Regions from separate parts of the Macaca mulatta genome. Here all the other regions are linked to region 2. A link is a contact called in public Hi-C data. All regions are on one chromosome and are shown on one strand. The core of a region is the stretch at or near the end of the contact, and the rest is flanking DNA. Distances in the headings are between cores, read along the strand shown. Region 1 has its middle 120 kb from the start of UBASH3B. Region 2 overlaps LOC106993508 (a long non-coding RNA gene). Region 3 has its middle 200 kb from the start of SORL1.

Region 1 (3,880 bases), core at 569-3,068, 410 kb before region 2:
CCATGATGGATTACTCCCTGGCTCCAAAACATTCCTGCTTCTGTGTAAGTTACTTCATGCCTCAAATATGCTTCATTCCTTCTTTCTCTTTTAAAATTATCCTATCTTCCTGGTTCCTTTATTTTTTTCCCCTTGAGATGGTGCCTTGCTCAGTCACCCAGGCTGGAGCACAGTGACTTGATCATAGCTCACTGCGGCCTCAAACTCCTGAGCTCAAGCAATCCTTCTGCCTCAGCCTCCCAAGTAGCTGAGACTACAGGTGTTCATCCCCACACTGGGATAATTTTTTTTTTTTTTTTTTTGTAGAGGTGGGGATCTTGCTATGTTGTTCAGACTGGTCTAGAACTGGCCTCAAGCAATCCTCTTGCCTCAGCCTCCCTAGTGGCTGGGATTACAGTGCCTGGCTAACTCCTGCTCACCCTTCGAGATCCAGACAAGGCCTCTCACTGTTGGGGCAGGATCTCTGATTGCCTTTTGCACAGGCTGAAGTGATTACCTCCATTCTTAAGCCAGTCGTGTAATTTGCACATAGCTTCTTGCTATACTCTATGCAATGATTTCTCTATGTATTCTCCACTAGTCTATATGCATTCTGAGGTCAGAAAGCATGCCTCTTTTATCTGTTATCCTGACTATCCAGGACAATTACTGGCATTACAATAAATGTCTTATTATTGTTTTTTGAATAAATAAATGGATCAGTTTTAACTCCACTTGCTGTATGTTTTGAAAACAAAATTAATTCTACAGTGGTAAGGAGAGATAATACTGAAAGTGTCATTAAGATGGCAATTTTTGATATGAAACCATTACAAAGATAACGGATTTTAAAAAGTTAGGCAGGTATTATGGTACACACCTGTTGTCCCAGCTACTGAAGAGGCTGAGGTGGGAGCATCACTGGAGCCCAGGAGGTCGAGGCTGCAGTGAGTTTTGATTGCGCCATTGCACTCTAGCCTTGGTGACAGAGCAAGACCCTGACAAACAAACACACACACACACACACACACACACACGAAAGAAAAGAAAAGAAAGAAAAGAAAAAAAGTTGTACCAGCAGAAAAGTGAAGAAGGTCATTTAAACAGAGACCCCTCTACTGCTCTACTTTAAAAACAGGTAGTCTCACCCAGATCCGAAAGAAGTCTGCTGTACTAAGAACTTCAGACTTGGCCGGGCGCGGTGGCTCACGCCTGTAATTCCAGCACTTTGGGAGGCTGAGGCAGGCGGATCACGAGGTCAGGAGATCGAGACCATCCTGGCTCACACGGTGAAACCCCGTCTCCACTAAAAATAAAAAAAATTAGCCGGGCATGGTGGTGGGCGCCTGTAGTCCCAGCTACTCGGGAGGCTGAGGCAGGAGAACGGCGGGAACCCGGGAGGCTGAGCTTGCAGTGAGCCGAGATCGCACCACTGCACTGCAGCCTGGGTTACAGAACGAGACTCCGTCTCAAAAACAAAACAAAACAAAACAAAACAAAACAAAACAAAACAAAACAAAACAAAAAAACTTCAGACTTTATTCTGTGATCAATAGAGGGACTACTAACCGCGTAAGTTTTCTAAGTGGTGGAGTGACATGGTCGGATTCAACTGGTGAGTAACTCTGGTCTTATGTTTTTGCTCTCTTTCTCTCTCTCTCTCTTTTTTTTTTAAGATATTGTGCATAGGTGTTCTGGGAAGTGGTTCCAAGAAGAGCTTATCATCTGGTACGCTAGCCTCTGGGAGGACAGGGTTGCTGTGAGACAGTGTGGAGAGCGGTCTCCTCCTGGCTCAGCCACTGGAGGTCAGTGTTGCACCATAGATGTGTTCACAAAGCACCGTGATGCCATTTCCAAGTTGGCTTCTGAAAAGGGTGAATTGGCCATCCCCTGGGCAGCTTGGAAGTTCCCTAGGGCAGACGTCTCTCTGTCTCCAAGGATTGGCCTGGTCACACAATGTGGTTGAGGGAGAGCTTTGTCTGAGGCAAGAGGGAGAGAGGCTGGAAAGCCTGGTGCAGAGGGCTGAGGCAGTCTTCACATACGGGAAATTTCGTGTGGTCTGGATTGCATTATCCTGTGTCTGAAATGGGAGAGGCTGGATGCCCCTTTGGGTCAAGGCGACTTTTCTCCTGCCACTTTCTGGTTTGAATCTGGTTGAGGTTAGGGAAGGTTATTATTGACTTCTGGGTCCCTAGAGATCAGAAGATACAAAACGTGTTAGGCATCTCAGGCTCCCTCACAGAGGGAGGTCTGGAGATGGGAAGAGGCCTTCCTTGTCCTGCTGGGCTCTGACAACAGAACTGCTACATAGAAAAGGGGAATGGAAACAGAGGCCCGCTCCTTAAACACACCCACTCACCAGTGGCCTGTACCCAGAGCAGGCTTCAATTGAGGCTCAACCGTAGAGAAGAGCAGGAACTGACATTTCTAGTGAGAAACTCTGTGTGCCAGGTGTTTTCTATGTTTTCACATTCAGCTCTCATGATACATGCATGCGGTGGGTATTGTTTTTGCTCATTTGCTATTTGAAGAAACCGAGGTGTAGAGCTGACACTTGAACCGTAAGTCTCCTAAAATACAAAGAGCAAAGACAGTAAAATGCCTACTTGTGGGTACCTTTTTTAGAACCTACCTGAGCTTGAAAACTTGGTTTGAGTCATATAGGAGAATGGACCTCTGACCATACAAGTTAGCTAATAACTCGTTTTACATTGCTTGAGAGTCACTTCTTAGTAAATCATAATCTGCTTATGACTTCACATAGATCCAAAACACTTCTATACACATCATCTAATTTGACCCTTATAATGAGTACCTTATCCCCAATTTGTAGTTAAAGAATCCGAGATTTCGACAATTTGATTGCCTAAGATCACATGGTTAATTAATGGTGGGATCAAATTCAGATCCTTCTTACTCCAAATGGGGCACTCTTTGCATGACCCGTAATTATACCTCTAGATAAATCTTGCATGATGAAAAGATATTGTATCATAGCTGAATTAGAAATAAATTGCACTTGCAATTTTTGTAGCACAACATTTTATTTTTAGAGATGAGGAAATTTCAATCCATTAAGTTTCTTGCCCAAAGTTCATACAGCTCTGGGCTGAGTAATATTATCTTCCTAAGTTAAGATTCCCAGATTTAGCAAATAAAAATGCAGAACTATTAGCATTTCTAGTATTACATGGGGCCTAATTATACTAAAAAAATACTCATTGTTTATCTGAAATTCAAATTTAACTGGACATCCTGTATTTTATCTGACAACTCTATCCTAAATCCAAAGAGGAAAAGCTAAGTTCACCGTTCTTTTGGATATGTTTGAGTTTTGGAAATGCAAATATTTTGAGAAAAGCACTTTGAGCACCCTAAAAAAATTGAAAGACTTTCTGTGATTTTATTCTGGCTTTGCTAACAACAACCTCTCTGAGCTGTGTTTGCCATGCTACCCCTAATGGATTCATTTTTAAGTACATCCTACGAAAAAAACAATTGCAAAGCAGTTTTGCAAAATACAAAGGGCTTCAGGACAATTATAAAAGAAACCAGCCCAGTTAATCATACCAACTACTCAAGGGAAACCAAATCATGGAAAGAAATCCCCAAGGAACATGGAGTAGAATATCCTTCCTATGGACACCTTTAATCAAGATTCAAAAGGAAGACTATTATGTAATGAAATCAACCCTGCTTTGTACTCCCAGACTAATTACTGAATTTATTCTTTTTAGTCAATTTATTTCCAGGTATTTGGACATTTTTCATTGATATTCTTCGTTATTTTACTAAAACAAACAAAAATAAATAAATAATAGTATGTTGACCTGACCAGGTACAAGAGTGCTGATTTTAGAACTAGTATGAAAAATTTAAATATTAAGGAAATTTCATACTT
Region 2 (4,016 bases), core at 1,184-3,683:
GCTATGTGAACCACAGAGAACAAAGATGATTTGAATGATATTTTTTCAATTCTCCCAAGAATGATATATTAAAAATACAATTTTATATGCAAAGGAAGGAAAATAATTCATTACGTGTAAAGATGCTCAGAGCATTAGGGTTCAATTCTAGCATAAAACTCTGGTCAGGAAAGTCTACAATAGCCTACCACAATGCTTGGCATCAAAAGTACTTCATAAATGTCTGCTGAATGAATATCACATCTGGACACATAGAGACAGTTAGTTTTATTAATTTTCACTTAGATGTGTAGAGTCATGTAGTAGACATGTCTTTAGATTCCAAAGGGCCCCTTCTCTAGAGAATGTGATAGATAATTTTTTTTTCAATTTCGTCCTAAGGATAGGTGAATTGTATTGCAGCAAAAGATTACCTATTATTTCACTTTCATTTGATGTTTACACAGACCAAAAAAAAGAAGAGAATTGAGCTCTTATTAAGTGAATGAGATGAACATAAAAATGATTAAAGGAGGTAGCTGATTTGATACATCCTGTATCTTTTAGGAATTGGCCAAAGTTTACTAAAACTATTAAGTATTTACTGAGCACCAACTATGTGCTGGGCACTTTGTTCAGTTTTGAGGATACAGGAAGGAACAAGATGGACACAATTCTCACACTCATAATAGATAACACTAATATGATTATTTCAGTTCCTTACTGCACTGTATCCAAAGCATGAGTTTTAAACCTTGGCTGTACATTGTAACCACCTGGGGAGTTTTGAAAATACTGATACCTAGGTCAGATTCTGATTTAATTGGTGTGAATGTGGCCTGGGAATTGGAATTTTCTGAAGCTCCTTTGGAGATCAGAATGTGCAGCCAAAGTTGAGAACTATTGACTTATGGGAACATAATCTTAGACTCAGCTCAGAAAATCGAGAGTTTTTGATATCAATAGCTGACAGCATATTAGAACGAAAACCATTTGTTTAACACATTTTTGTTTATTCCTCAGAATATAAACTCACACTTAACAGTTACTGAGTTGTCCAGGTCAAACAGCCAGGCCATGATTGAGATAAGACCTGACCCCCAAGTTTCTGATTTTAACACAACGCTCTTTCTGCTACACTAAACTATCTCAGGGAAGTGGAAAATATAATTATCTTCAAGTCAAGACTAATATCCACTGTGGTCATAATTTTTAACAGCAAAATTGAATTTGGACCAATTTGAATCCCATATACTCAAATAATTCTGCTAATTTGCTAATCAAATGTGAAAATGCAACTCCTTAAAAATATACATATATATATGTGTGTGTGTGTCCATAAAGAGGGTGCAGGAGATGCTCATTTCCCCAGGAATTCTGAGCACATTTTTACAAATTCAAAAATCAATATACATATATTAAACTCCACTAGAAGGATATTTTGCCTTTAAACTTAAATTACTCAATAGCAGAAATGGTAGTGGGAAGACAAAATTAAAAATTGCATTGTGCTCCCACATTATCTGTCCCCACCCAACTTATTATATTACCTTCCATTCCATTTCATGTTTCACTGTACAGGTAAAATTGACAGTCTGTCCCCATGAGAAAAGTTGACATGAAAAAATAACCACTATAAAAAATAGTTACTTCTCATAGTTACCACCATGCACCACTTTTAGATTCTACTCATAGATCAAGAGAATCCCGGAACTCTGTCATCAAATCTGCTCTTCTTCGTCCGTATAAAACCACATAGTGAAAATGTGCCGTTCCATATTTTAAAGGCATCGAAATAAAACTAACGTCCACATACTTCCTTCAAAATGCCTTTCAGTGTTTGAGATTCTACACAGTTGGGAAATTCTTATTTCTATTCCAAATCCCTCACGCTGTAGTTTAATCCCATTTTCTCTTGTTCCCTGTGGAGAGAAAGAACAGCCGGCCTCCATTCTTTTAAACTCAATCCCTTCATGTCCTTAAAGACTACCTCCCAGCCTTCTCTTCTCTGGAACAAATAAGAACAGTTCCCATCAGGAAAATGTCTCTCTTGGATTGTGCATATTCACTGCCATATCACAGATATTCATGCTCATCACATAATGCTCATAACGAAAACAAGCCAAGGCCAAGAGCAAAAACAAGCAAATGTATCATTGTTTTCATGAATGAAGTTACAGAACCAATAATAGACACTGAATAAATAGTTGAAAGTGATGATCTTCCAATAATTGTGTGCCAAAATTATCATAATTTCTTTTACAAGTATTGGCAATGTGTTGCTTTTAGAGAGGTGAATTAAAAATTAAATGGTTAGGTTTCAATTTCCTTTATTCAAGTTCTCCCCATGCCCTGCAATGGAATATTCCATTCAGCATTCCACAGCAGGAACCACCATTGCTTTGACAAAAATAGATACAGTATTGGAACATTCAGTCAATGGAGTAATCCAATTGTCTGAACATTCTTTTCTGCTTTGTCATTTACATTTTAATAAATCCCAGAATATGTCAAGCTGTATCCAGTCGTACCAAGTGTAGCTAACCACATGCAGTTACCAGATGCAATGAGGGAATCATAACATGCAACTCCTACAATGAATCAACATTTGGTTTGTGTATATTTTTAGACTCCTACATTTTAAATAGGGATACTTTTAAAAATGAAAAATAGATATTTTGAAAAATCCGTTAGTATATTCAGCTTTTACAAAGGAAGCTGTGGGCAAAGGGTGCTCTATTTAATTGATCTAGGAATTCTGGCATCTGCTAACATCAAGGACAACACTATATATAGATAACAACAATGTGGAATGTCAAATTATTATCTTATCTATTTCTCTGCCAGTTTACTCTCTCTTAGGAGAATCAGACAAAAAATATATATATACACACACACACATACACATATATATCATATACATTATATATATAAATATATACATACATATATATATATTTTAGACAGAGTCTCACTCTGTCACCCAGGCTGGAGTGCAGTGGCATGATCTCGGCTGACTGCAACCTCCACCTCCTAGGTTCAAGCGATTCTTCTGCCTCAGTCTCCCAAGTAGCTGGGACTACAGGCGTGAGCCACTGCACCCGACCTCAAATTTTGTATTTTTAGTAGAGACGGGTTTTCACCATATTGACCAGGCTGGTCTCAAACTCCTGACCTCATGATCCACCCACCTCAGCCTTCCAAAGTGCCAGGATTACAGGCATGAGCCACCGTGCCTGGCCGATAATCATATTTTAAAGACATTTGACATTTGACATTCCATGATGTGAAGACTTCAGGCAAACCAGTCCTAAAAGATGTGTGTGTGTGTGTGTGTGTGTGTGTGTGTGTTTATTAACCTATATACATAACTTAGTCCATGCATATATCAGCCACCAAGTTTTTTCAACACTTTGAGAAGTTTGTTATCCTGGCTTAAAAGACCCTGGTGAATTTTTACAATGGGGTTAGAGCTGTAATGATGATGAAATGAGCCTCAGCGTGTTGGGTTGGGGATCCCTAAGTGGCAGGTACATGCTTAGAAAGGAGGGTTGTCCAAAGATGAAATTATTAAGACTAGTCTCTCCTAGTAAAAATCACATGGGACATTACACTTGGCTCTGGTTATACCCTTTGTATGTAATTCTCTAAGTCACCTAAGTTAGCCCATTAGATAAGTCCCATCTTAAGTTTTTCCTCTCAACCTTCTGATTATTACCCTTTAGGATAATGACTGCCGAAAGTCCCAGGTTATTTCCTGACATCAGGTAAATCTGATTAGGGTTAAATTGTGATATATTCAAGGACTAAAAGGAACCACAAAAGAAATATTTGTTTCTTTTTTTGCTGGTGCTTAGAGCAGTTTAAATGCTTGCCACAGGGATTGTGAGCAGTGCACCATGATTATTACAGTACTCAGCATTAGGTATTGTGTTGAGGAGGCTATATCATAACTTACCAGTAGTGGGAGGGAGAAAATCAAAAGTGCAGTAGCTTTGTAATACACAAGTGACACTGGCAGAATTTCTTCATTCCCA
Region 3 (4,100 bases), core at 111-2,610, 420 kb after region 2:
TGGGCTCCCTTTGCACATTTTGCTGCTCTGTCCTGGGGGTCAGAGGGAGTCTTTTAGCCTCAGCTCATGCATCTGGAATACCCTGAGACCACCAGGATGGGTCCCTAGTCTCCCCTGCGTCCAGCTCCACGGTGTGGTAGTAAAACCACAGCAGGGCCATTTACAAGACACTTGATGACTCCAGCCAGTCCACTGGCCAGAGGGCCTGCAGGAGGGCTCCTGTCTTCTTAATGAGTCCTCTGGGGCCTGGGCTGCTGTCCTTAGGAAACCCAGTCCACATCCTTGGCAGATATTCAGAGTCCCCCTAAAAGCTGTGTGCTAACATGGGGAGCCCCCTCCTCCTCTGCCCCCTTCCTGGGACACCAGGCCAAGTGTTAAGCAGAGGCCCAGCCCCAGAAACAACGCGTTTTGTGTCTGACAATAGCAGCCTACGTGACTTGAAGGACTCTGCTCTTAGTAAACCAAATGCACGCCAGTTTTGCTTATTTGCTCTAACCTTCAAAGAACCCAGAGGTCCCTTCCTAGTTCAACAAATAAATCCAGTTCCACTCTAGCGGGCCTCCTGGACAAAGTTCCATTGTTACGCCTTCCCTGAATGTCCACTGCTCGCTCCCTCTCGGGCACCCTAGCCCCATGCCTGTTCACCCTTCTTTCGTTTGGGGATAAATCAGCCTCCTTTTTTTGTTTTGTTTTGTTTTGCTTTAATTCTTTCCAAGGGTAAGGAATGTTGACACCCCCTGAACCATGCCTCTGATGTCTGCTTAGACTTCAGACGGCTGTATTTGAACGTGCGCTGACGCAGTCGGGCAGATTGGGTTAAACCAAATATTACAATTGCAAGAACTCATCTGGAACTAATAATTTTGAGGCCACCGAAAGTAAAAGGGCCCTGCTTTGGGGCTGGCCAGCGGCAGAGGCCAGCTCGGGCCGATGCTGCCACCTGCCGAGGGCGCCGGGAACAGGGCGCGCCGCCGCGGCCTTCCTGTTTTGTTCTGGCCCCGCTCACCGGCTCCCACGCAGACAGGTTCGCCAGCCAGCCAGACCAGGGCTATTTTAAAAGGCTAGCGCCTCTTCCCAGCCCTTGGTGTAAAGATAGCTAGTCTGGCTGTCCTGTGTCTTCGCTGAAAAAAAGACAACTTCCCAATTATAGAGCCGGGGCCGGCTACAAAGGCAGTTGCAGTCGGAGTCCGATTAAACATGTGCCCCGTGGATTACACAGATCATGTGTCAGTGGCTCGCCAAGGAGGAAGGCTCATTTAAGTTCAGGATTTTTATTTTGCGGGGGATGAAGGGGACGTACAACTCTGGGTTATGTCGGCGCATTGCTGAACTGCGAGTCACATGCCAGATCCAGAAATGATGAAAACATCTGTTTTTGCTTTAGACCAGCGAGGCTCTGGCGGTGGGGAGGGGCGCGGGAGGGACGGGCATGGCTTTGCTCACCAGCACCATCTGCTGAGCCTGCTGTGGAAACGCGTGCGTCCTCAGCACAATGCAGGTTGCCGCTCGCCCCGGGAAGGGGGAGATCAACAGGTGGGGGTCTCTGCCCGGGCGATCACTCTCCGTGGAGGACAGCCCCGATTGTGCCCTGGGGACTGTGCAATTCCGTATTGTCTCAGAGTGTTCACAACAAAGAGCTTTGTCCCTGGGGACTGCCCCAGGGCAGAGGAGGAGGAGAGAGAAGCAGCAAATGAATTCCCAGGTTGGGAAGGAAGGAGGTAAAGGGGGAGGGGAGTAGCTCCTTGGTGGTTTGCAGACAGTAAAATTTTGCTGTTCTTTCTGGCTGAAATCTACCAGAACAAAGGAACCACGTCTCTAGGAAAACTCCCAACTGCACTTCCCCCCACCGTCCCTCTTGCCTGCGATGGTAGCTTTTCCTCAGCATGTCTGAGAATGTTCCAGTATTCACAGAGACCTTTCTGGTCAGGCAGGGCTTGACCAGCCCTTCAACGTGCAATCCTCCCAGCCTCAAGAACCCAGCGCTGGGATGGTTCTGAATCGGAGCCATACTGACAGCCAAGCCAACGGCATTCTTTCGATGCACAGCAAATATTTACTGCCTGCCTGCTAGGTGCCCGGAACTCACTCAGCACAACTATTTGTCAGACAGTTTAAAAAACAATACAAATATGTCAGAGGAAAATGTATGTTTAGTGTCAAGTGCGTGTCTGAGACAATGACAGCTCTGAGTTCAGAGTTAAGGAGAGGATTGCAGACCTCGAATCTACCTTTCCTCAGTATTTGGGGGCCAATTCTGAGAAGAAGCTGGATTCCTCCAATTACGGGTTGTGTAGTCAAATCCCCTGAGTAACTGATTTTAATCAACTTGCTTCAGCTATGACCTCCAGCCCTCTGGCGTTAAACATAAATCCTCTACAGTTCCCATCCAAACGGTATCCATTACTCACAATCAGAATTGGGTGGGGACCTAGACTCCACTCCCAGGAATCTCCTGTGGGCCAGGTACAAAATTCTGAGCTACAGCCAGATGAGCTGTGCTTCCCAGCAACACAGAGAGGTTAATCCAAGGGAGAAAGACTTGGGTCAAATGAAAAGATCCAGGCTTGCAGACCTCATTAAGCACAGCGCCTCCCTTTACTTGTAGCTACCAAGCACACCCTCAGCTCTCTGCTGCCCACATGTGAGGTTCCCGGAAGAGCAAATACTGCTAATCCGGACCAAAGTCAGTCTCTTCCGTAGGCTCATTTTTGTCCACTTACCTATAAACTCCCAAGTTCAAAAAGGGAACGGATCCTCTCCATTCCATCCCTTCTTCCATCTCACCCCCAGATAAGTATAGAAAGAGCTGCCATTTGCGTGGGTCTGGAAACTTGACACTAAGGACTGAGTTGGAAAAAAGCCTCCTTCCCATTTTACAGCTGGGCAAAAAATGTAAGACCCATCCCGATCCTCAGAAATCTTGCCACCAGCTATATCCCCAGTGGCCACATCCATTCCCACAGGACTCACGTTCTTAAATTATTAGGGCGCAAACGAATCCCCAAGGCCATCTGCAAGTCCGTCGGTCAGTCACCTGCTCCGCTCTGATGCTGAAAGATTACTAGTTCAGGGAAACCATGCAATTCAACACAATCAACTTCACTTTTTGTTTCAGGCCTCAGAGGCTTAGAACATGAGACAGCACTTTAATCTGGTTTGGTACTGGACTGATGTGGAGAGTTCTGATGAATTTTCTTTGTTTTATAAACTGAGGAAACCTTGTCACTGACCCATATTTCTTTTCTGGACTCTTCTTGACAGTTTTCCTCATTTCTATCTGGTTTTGCAACAGATCTGTGTTTGAATCTATTGAGGGCTGAAATTTTTCATGCTGCATTGACAATTCTGAGCCCAGATTTTAGGGTGTTTTGTCAACATTCAGCAAAATAAAATCTCTGAACTAGGCTCCAGCAAGAGGGTAGAAAAACTGCAGATGAAAAAATATGTGGCATGAAAATAAACTTTGGTGATTTTGTGCCTTACTAGGCCTAGGATGCCAACCTCCCAACTATTTTTCCAGGCCTATATAAGACTCTCTTTTTCCTCATTATAAAAAATAATTTCTGTTGCCCCACTTCACTCCATACATCTTGGTGTGATTCTCTTCACACAGAGAAATAACCTTTGTTCAAGGCTCTGCTCTCCTAAGCTGTGCTGAATTCTGCAAGATCACTCTCCACATACAAGATTAGCACCTCCTTTCCAGCTCCAAATAGACTATAATCCAAAAGCTGCTCTTTTAAATAGAGGTTCCTTTTATGCTTAAATTCCTAAATAAAAGAAACATCAATGCTACTGCTAGTCTCCCCAGTTAAATCCGATTTGCAAGAAATGCTGCATGCTCAAAAATCTGGGTGTGAACTGAAGTCTGGGCTGAGGCAACGTATTTGGGATTCTCCAGTCATTCTCTATCTGGAGGGCCCTCCAGTGGCCAAAATAATACCTGATATAAACAAAGACCACCAAAGCAAATGTTACAACAAAGGCAGAGGATGGACGCTAGCCTGCGTTTAGAATGCTGCGTGTGAGCCCCACATTTGCCCCTTAGAGGTGTGTCTCATTTAAAGAAAGCCAAGGCAGAATCTCAGCTCACAAAACGA

Evidence for each region. Hi-C and Micro-C count contacts between places; a contact is called where the count stands out from the background.
Region 1: a contact with region 2 is called in a Hi-C map of fibroblasts, with 2.4 times the contacts expected there. The contact joins two enhancer-like sites.
Region 3: a Hi-C map of fibroblasts shows a contact between it and region 2, with 5 times the contacts expected there. The contact joins two enhancer-like sites. A contact is called at or near these places in 5 of 14 Hi-C or Micro-C datasets (blood, cortical neurons, fetal cortex germinal zone and 2 more).

Annotation. Positions count from the first base shown.
Region 1 is chr14:123,150,374-123,154,253 of T2T-MMU8v2.0, reverse strand. No RefSeq gene overlaps it. Among named protein-coding and RNA genes, the nearest start is that of UBASH3B, 120 kb to the left of the region's middle. Within about 2 kb of position 1,818, at least 7 of the 40 cell types and tissues checked have an H3K27ac peak or open chromatin away from gene starts, as enhancers often do.
Region 2 is chr14:122,739,393-122,743,408 of T2T-MMU8v2.0, reverse strand. The region is part of intron 3 of LOC106993508 (a long non-coding RNA gene); the gene reads left to right. Among named protein-coding and RNA genes, the nearest start is that of MIR125B-1, 14 kb to the left of the region's middle. Within about 2 kb of position 2,433, at least 2 of the 40 cell types and tissues checked have an H3K27ac peak or open chromatin away from gene starts, as enhancers often do.
Region 3 is chr14:122,321,916-122,326,015 of T2T-MMU8v2.0, reverse strand. No RefSeq gene overlaps it. Among named protein-coding and RNA genes, the nearest start is that of SORL1, 200 kb to the right of the region's middle. Within about 2 kb of position 1,360, at least 21 of the 40 cell types and tissues checked have an H3K27ac peak or open chromatin away from gene starts, as enhancers often do.